Regions from separate parts of the Oryctolagus cuniculus genome. Here region 2 is linked to region 1. Evidence: chromatin contacts called from public Hi-C data. All regions are on one chromosome and are shown on one strand. The core of a region is the stretch at or near the end of the contact, and the rest is flanking DNA. Distances in the headings are between cores, read along the strand shown.

The links. Hi-C and Micro-C count contacts between places; a contact is called where the count stands out from the background.
Region 2: a contact with region 1 is called in a Hi-C map of an unstated tissue, with 2.3 times the contacts expected there. The contact joins two enhancer-like sites. A contact is called at or near these places in 2 of 6 Hi-C or Micro-C datasets (ear pinna and an unstated tissue).

Annotation. Positions count from the first base shown.
Region 1 is chr4:62,618,049-62,621,966 of mOryCun1.1, reverse strand. No RefSeq gene overlaps it. Among named protein-coding and RNA genes, the nearest start is that of CCDC54, 72 kb to the right of the region's middle. Within about 2 kb of position 2,221, at least 3 of the 8 cell types and tissues checked have an H3K27ac peak or open chromatin away from gene starts, as enhancers often do.
Region 2 is chr4:62,772,842-62,776,840 of mOryCun1.1, reverse strand. The region is part of intron 1 of BBX (BBX high mobility group box domain containing); the gene reads right to left. Among named protein-coding and RNA genes, the nearest start is that of BBX, 60 kb to the right of the region's middle. Within about 2 kb of position 2,585, at least 1 of the 8 cell types and tissues checked has an H3K27ac peak or open chromatin away from gene starts, as enhancers often do.

The DNA of each region.
Region 1 (3,918 bases), core at 972-3,471:
TTTCCTTTTTAATATTAGAGTTCATACCAGTTAACATTGGCAGAAATAAAATAATTGAGTTTCACCCGGTTTCCCTCTCCCTCTGGGAGAGAAACTAGATAACAGTCCAGTATCCAGAAGGCAAGCAATTAGAAGAGGAAGCTAAGGATAATCAAGATATGACTGTATGTTTATTGTAGTTGTTGAATTATTTGCATTCTTTGACTCCTCCTAGACTGATCCAGTGTGCTTGGATGGTAGAAAGGATGACAGCCAAGGAGGAGGCTTGCTAGATTTCATTCTGTAATTCATTGTGTGGCTTTAGGACACACCACTTCTTTGGGTTTCTCTTCTGATCAGGATATTGAGGGAGTGGGATTATAGCAACGCTTTCCTAGTTCCACTTTGCAACCAGTTCACTTGAGGTGGTTTCAAAATATACAGATTTAGGGACACAGTGTAGTGGTTGAACTCCAGGACTTCCTATAAGCCCTGTTCTGCCACTTTCTAACTGGGCGATCTATCACAAGTGTGGTTAAGTCCCCAGTATCTCATTTTTCTCATATGCAAAGCAGGAGTAACAATAACACTAACTACTTCATATTGTTCCTGCAAGGGTACAATGATAGAATGCTTTTAAAATAGCAAGCGTATTACCTGTCATACACCATGCATTCAACAGATGCTTTCCTTTATCACTTGTGAAGCCCACGATGGGTGCATGTGTGACTGCATGTGTTAGAAGGTAGAAGCTCTATAAATACCTATTGAATAAAAAAACTGAAGTTTTTTTGTTTGTTTTCAGCAACTTTTTCTTTTGTTCACAGATGGGAAAGTTATTAGCTCAGGAATTACCTCCCTAAGGAAGACAAAGCTAGTTTGAGAGAACTTTTTAAATACTGTGTTCAATTTTACATTATGCCTACTTTTGGACTGTCAGCCTCATGACACTTAAACCATAATTAAGTGATAAAATTCCCTTGGAGTAGGGGGCTCAAGAGAAGCATGCAAGGAATGTGAGGGGCTCTGTTGGCGGGCTTGTCGTAGCGGCAGCGTGATACATATGGCTATCACCTAGGTGCGCATCTCCATTTTATCTTCCAAGATGCCGTGGGATTATCTAAGTCACTATCATTACAGTCGATTTCGAATCACAAACAAAGAGGCCACTCTTCCATTTTCCGTGCTGTTGTCCAAGCAGAAAACAGGACCTTAACTTTTAACAAGCAGGAAAATCGGGGCAAAAAAAAAAAAAAAAAAAAAAAAAACACCGCGAACTTGGATTTCCCCTTAACCGGCTCAAGACAATCCATGCACACTTAAGTGTTTGTTTTCTTTGGGGGAGGGGTGTGGTCCCTCGCCGAAGAGCGTGTGGCTCTTTTCCGTGAGAGGAGTTACCAGTGTAGTCTCGGGGGGGGGGGGGGGGGGACCGCCTGGGAATCCGCGGAGGTGTCCTCCTAGAAAGATTGCCGCGAGGGGAGGAGCCCTGATTGTCCTGGAAGAAAAGCATGGCCCCATCCGGGAAGTCGCAGCTTGCCGTTAGGCTGGAGCTGGCGGCTCCGGGTCCTGGAGGTGGCAGACGCCGGCACAGCCGGCCTCGTAGCTGGGCCCTGCGCGCCCGGGAGACGGCTCAGAGTCTGCACAGCCGGGCGGGCATCTGTGGGCTCCGCCTCGCTGCGCGGCACGTGGGGTCGCCGCTGAACCCGAGCAGGACTCAGCCCTGCCTTGGGTGGGCTCCTGCGCCGGCAGTCCAGGGCCCCCGCGGGGCGCGGCAGCCCCTCCCCCCGGAGCCCGCGCTTCCGCCCGAGACCCGGCGGCGGCCGTGACCGTGGCCGCGCCGCGCCTTCCGCCTCCTGGCTGCCGCCGTCCGCCCGCCCGCCCGCGCCCTTGTGCGCCGCGCCCAGAGGCCGCGGGAAAGCGGAGCGCCTCAGCCAGGGGCCCTCCGCCCTGTGACGGAGACTCCGAGCGGGACGCTAAGGAGGGGCTGGGCAGCCCCGCGTTTCGTTCCCGCTGCGGGGAGCCTCTTGGGGCACCTGCGACCGCCCCGGAGCGGGGACTTGGCCGGGCCATGGCCGGCGAGTGCCGCCACGGCTGGGCTGGAAGGAGGAACGGAGGCAGCGAAGACTCCAGCGACACTGGAGGGCAGCCTCTCGGCGCGGAGGTCGGGGACCGAGTGGATCCGGGTCTCCGGCTGCCCCTGGCAGATTAAGGGCGCCGACCCTCGCGCCGAGAGCGCGAACTGGGAGCTTTGAGTTGCGCCCCCGAGGACGCCCCGCCACCGAGCCCGCGCTACAAACACTGTGGCCTGGAAGCCTGTCCTACCGCTGTCCTCCTCGTCCCTCTTCCACTCGCCCTCCTTCGCCCACCTCTTAACCTTCTTCCCACAAGCGCGAGGCAAATATGGACGTGAGGGAACAAGTTAGGGTACAGCCGAGTGTGTGTGCGGCGCGTGTGCCGGGAGGAGGGTGGAAATGCGGTGGGGGAGAATAATGACAATACAGGAGAGAGAGCGGCGTGCGGAACCAGCACCCGCGCGCTCGGTGTTCCTGGCAGTTTGGCGGAGTCCTCGGAGGGAACTGCACACCGACAGGCATCAGCGGAAGCGCCGTACCCGGGCGCTTCCCTCTCAGTATTTGTTTTACTTTCCCGAAGCATGCGCCTCTGGCCAGCGAAAGGACCGGCGGAACCGCAGCGTTCCTGGACAAAGCTGAGGCTGGCTTCTCGGTGCGGGGTAGGGGGCGGCCTCAGCTCTTCGGCCGAGCTCCGTGGACTCGTGTCCTAGGAGCGGCCAGGAGCCTCAGGGGCTTGGGCAAACACCATGCTGTGCGCCCCTGAACGCCTCGTGCCGGCGGGGGGCAACCGATTTCCCTCCGCCTGCCGACTTGGGAGGGCGAAAACCTAAATCGAAGCGGGACTGCGTCTCGGACACCCCCCACCAACGCCCACCTCCTCTCCCTCAGCGTTCCCTGCAGCCGCCGGCAGCCGCGCTTTCACTTGCTAACAGCTGCACCCACCGGAGGCGGCCGGCGCTGCGGAAGGCAGGCTCTCAGAGTTCTCCCCGGCTGCTGCGGAGTCCTGGAAGATTCTATTATTCCAGGCCTCCTGCAGTGGATTCTAAACCCGGGTCGGGTGCGTGTTCTCACAGCCGACAGGGGGCAGCAGATGCGCTACGATGCCTCGGCAGTGTGCAGGCAGAGCGCCCTGCTGTCTCCTGGGAATCCGGCGTGGAAGGCAGCACCTAGCGCCTCTGCGTCCTCCGCGCAGCTGCCAGCCTGCGGCCTCTGTCCCTGGGCGTCCCCGGGCTCTCCTTGCGCAAGGCCTGGGCGATGCCATCTGTGCTCCAAGCCGTACACGGAGCGTGCAGTATACATAAATAAGATGTGTGGAAATGCGACGATCGATAGCACGCACATCCACTTGAAAGTGCTTCACAGAATCCACTGGAGTTTTTGATCATTAAGTTTTCTCCATCGATACACAATTTAAAAGTACGGCTACATTTGCATGATGGTGGTGGTGGGGTGCTTGTTAAATTAGTCTGAATTGTCAAGGAGCTTCTCCCATCAGAAGAAGTTGGGAACTACTGATCCATGGAATCGTTTGATTACTGTAAAGACTGGCGGAAGGGAAACTGGGAGGACTCGGCGGGTTTCTGCCAGGGCGTGTGTGTGTCTGTGTGTGTGTCTGTGTGTGTGTCTGTGTGTGTGTGCGCGCGCGACAGCACCAGGAGGAGTCGGATGTGTGTGTGTGTGTGTGTGTGTGTGTGTGTGCGTGTTTGTGTGTGTGTGCGCGCGCGCGCCAGCACCGGGAGGCGTCGGTTGGGATTGGCCCGGAGCTGGAAAGATTCGTAAAGGGCTGGCTGCGTTTTCCTGAAAACCTACCTCGGAGAGCCGCCGCGCTCCAGTCATCAGAACTATGAGGGAGGCAGCGTGTCTCTTC
Region 2 (3,999 bases), core at 1,336-3,835, 150 kb before region 1:
CATAGCAGAGAAGACCAATTAGCAAACCACTAATTATAATTTGGCATATAATTCTATTCTCAAAGCTACTTTTTAAAAATCTCTCCTTAATTCCACAATTACTAGCTATGTAGTATATGTTAAGCTCTGTTAGCCCCTAGAAGATAGAAAGATGAAGAAATAATGGTGCCTTTACTTCTGACTCGGTAGATGGGAAAGATTACAGAAGGGGAATTTCAGGGTTTAGGAATCATAAAAAAGAACAGCCTCCTTTGCCAAAAAAGATTCAAGGGAGATGAGGAAAGCCCATTCCTTTTCTAACACACAGAGTAAATGTCCTAAATAGCCCTTTCATCCATCCCAGGCATCCAAAAAGCATGTAATAATAATAATACATAATAATAAGTGTGTAATCAGTGCAATTATTTTATAAAGGCTCAAAAGTGAAAATATGATTAAAGACATTTTAAAGCAAAACTACTAGCTTCTATGAAAAATTAGACGTTTAGTATAAATTTGCTTCTAGTTAAATACAGATTGTCTTTCAAACAAAACTCATTCAAGAATCATTGGTGAATAATAGTTAATTAAAAAGGTTAGCCTTAGAACATAGAGCAGGTTGATTTTAGGTCTTTCATATTTAAACATTTATTTGTAAAATTACAAAATTAAACTCATAAAACTTATCAGTTGTTTAAAATATTGATTACTTAATATTTTATAAGCATAGCATATTTCTTTCTGGACAAAATACATATATAACAGCCATATATTTGGTAAATATTTAACGATTATGAATTAAACTAAGAGTTGGTGTATAAATGATATTGGAAGATAATATTCTTTTACCAACTGAATCCCAAATGGAAATCTTTTGAATCTTCAGTACAGTAAATTGTTAGCACATATTATCACATAAATGTACTTACATAAATAACAAAATTGAACATTTGAAGAAAAGTAACAAAGAAAATGGTGAGAATAAGAAAAAAATTAACAAAAACTATCTATAAAAATTATCTTCTGTCCAAAATGCATCAGAAGCAATATCTTTAAAAATCACATAAACAGTCAACATTAATGCCTCATAAGTGAAACTCTATTTTCTCATTAAAAAAGCACAATGCATAAAAGTCTCCTCTTACTACATTAATCTTTCATAATTTTCTATACCTGAAATTTGTCTCTATAACTAACATCAAATGATTAAAATGAACTAGACTCAAATAACTACCTATATAATATCATAAGTAACTCAACTTTTACATAAATGATTATTTGGTTTTTAAAACCTGTTGTGCTGATTTAAAATGAGCTTTTCAAATACAATCCAAAGTTATGCAAAAAAAAATCTATGAAATAATTAACAAAAATAATGCAGAGCTTGTCAACTTATGTTCCTAATACTAGATTTAAAGATTTATAGAAAAATGAGAGTGAAACTAAAGATACTTAATCTATCATAGGTACTTTCTTAATGTCCCACAAGGCAGTTAAGAGCACAAGTAACAGAAATGGGGGATGGGGGGAGGTACCAAACTGGGGAGGAACAAACATTATAAACAGGGAGGATTAAATCCCTTAAACTTCTTCTCTCTGGTAATAAAAGAGGCACCCTCAACATAGGTTAAGTGTCTACATAAAAAGAAGCATAAAGAAATCTGTTGGGATGGGAGGGACTGCAGAGCATCCATCAGCATTTGTTTGAATGTATCTGGCAGGCTCTCAGGAGTTACACTTAAATAATGTGACCCTTCCAGACAGGACAATAAGGAGACAGATTAGACCCTTCACGGAATGATTCATCCTTGCACACATGACAAGAGGGGATCCAATGTAAAGCTTGCACCCCCTGTGTTTGCTCAAGCGTCTGGGCAGTTCTTTCTGTGGCCCTGTAGCCAGCTACTGGGTGTAAGGCAGCTACAGTCAGGGCACAAGTCACTAACGGAGGCTCCAGACCCAGCGATAAAACATGCAACTGCTCAGGCAGGCTCCAACAGCAGCACTCGCTTTTCTCTTCCTGCCTGAGCAGAGGACAAATCCCAGCTCAGGGCTAGCGCAGGTGCTTCCTCACCTCTCGACAGCACCAGTCATCTGACTTAGATTTTCAAGAAAAAATTAAACATAAGCAGTATAATGAAACAACGAAAAGCAGATTTTAAGAGCAAAGGAGCTCATCTCAGCAACTCTCGATGAGACACGGTGTGAAAGTGAGAAAAGGGACGTGTGCATTCTACACATACCCTCTACTCAGCCTACATAATCCCTCCCCCCGACGCTGTAATGGACTGGAGTATAAAACAAGAGGGTCCCTCGGGGGTCCATGGAATTTACACATCAGCTACAAAATCGTTGGGGGGGGGGGCAATATGTAATCAACAATTTTTCTTAATATCTCAAAAGCCTCGGAACTAGTCCACCCCAATCAGGTAGCTGCCTCCAGCAAATGCCTCCTTCCACTCTGGCAACCTGCTACCTTCCTGTGTTTCATGGGCAGGTGAAGTATCACAAGCAAGGGACAAGCCCCCACGCTCCATGACCCCGGGAACAGGAGGGACTTCTCTCCGGTGCTCACTGTCAATCTCTGGACTGGCTTCTGCAGAGGAGGAAGCACCTCCCTTTCCAGCCCGGTGAGCTGTGCTTCTCCCTCCTTCCTGCAGATGGAGCCAGGCGGAGACAGAGCCTGCTCTTGGGCAAATGAGCCCCTCTGCTCTCTAAGCAGACAGGAAAATGAAGGCTCAGAAAGCCCCGTGCTTCTGGAAAATAAGAAGCAAGAGAAATGTGATGCTATTATTTTTAAAACACTATAAAATTCTAATCTGGCCACTAGTTGGTGATACTTTTTGTACTCACAGAACCTAAAGAGAAATGGGTTTCTAGTAACTTCGACCATTGACAAACGAAGTTTAAGCTCCACCCTTTCTTCCAGAGTCAAGCCTGTGCCCCCACTGCCTAGGAGGCAGGGTGGTAAAATGTCCTCTCCTGAATGAATTTATATTCAAGTTGCTTGCCGTCTGTAGCTCCTCGCTGTTGCCTGGAAACAGGAAACCCTTCCCACCTACATGCTTCCTGACTGCTCCCCCCATGTCTCCCTCTCAACAGTGTATGAGTGTACCTGGCCAGGCTTCTAGATGCTGTTTATCTTAAAGAAGTGCTGATTCTTTAAAACAGAGCAAGAATTTTGTCATTTAACTCTTCAGAGAGGACACTGAGTAGCCAAACAAATTAGTACTGAAAAACTTGAATTGCTAGCCAGGAGAGGAAAAGTGTGTGTGTGTCTGTGTGTGTGTGTGTGTGTGCATCCTTTACCTAAAAACATTTTCAAAATACATTAAAACAAATGTGTAATAAAAACATAAAAATGTTATTAATATTTTTCACCTACTTCTTTACCTCACTGATGTTTCTTTGAAAACTCTACTTTATTGGGTAAGGGTAAGGGACAATGCTATTCAACCATCACCCTGGTGTCCCCTTATTTTAACACCCACATCACATCAATTGCTAAGTCTTTAGGGTGTCTAGATATCTACTGTTCACTCATTTCCTATTTCTTTTCCACTCCATTTACTATCACTGAACATCCTGCATTAATTTTCATTTAAACTTATTACAGTAATAAGAACCACTATTTATTTATTTTTAGTTACTGAGAGAATACCCTGGGCTAAGACATACAGAAGCCATATACATATTTTATTTCACTATTTGTTATTCCATTATTTCTTACTCCCAGCAGTCAATGAGGCAGGTACTATGATCGCCCCACTTAGATTTACCAAGTTTAACTGACTTGCCCAAAGTCATACAGCCTTAATGTAAACCTCAAATCCCTCTTCTGGGAAGACAGCAGCAGAATATCGTTACATATTTGGTGTCCCCTTCTGTTTCTACCACTGTTTCCTTTAGGAATGCTCTTTTGACACATTGAACATGTGGGTTTACTCTCTAGCTAGGTGAATTATGCTGTGCTCCACACTCAGCCAAAAGACCTACGTCCACTCCTTCCTCTTCAAAGAG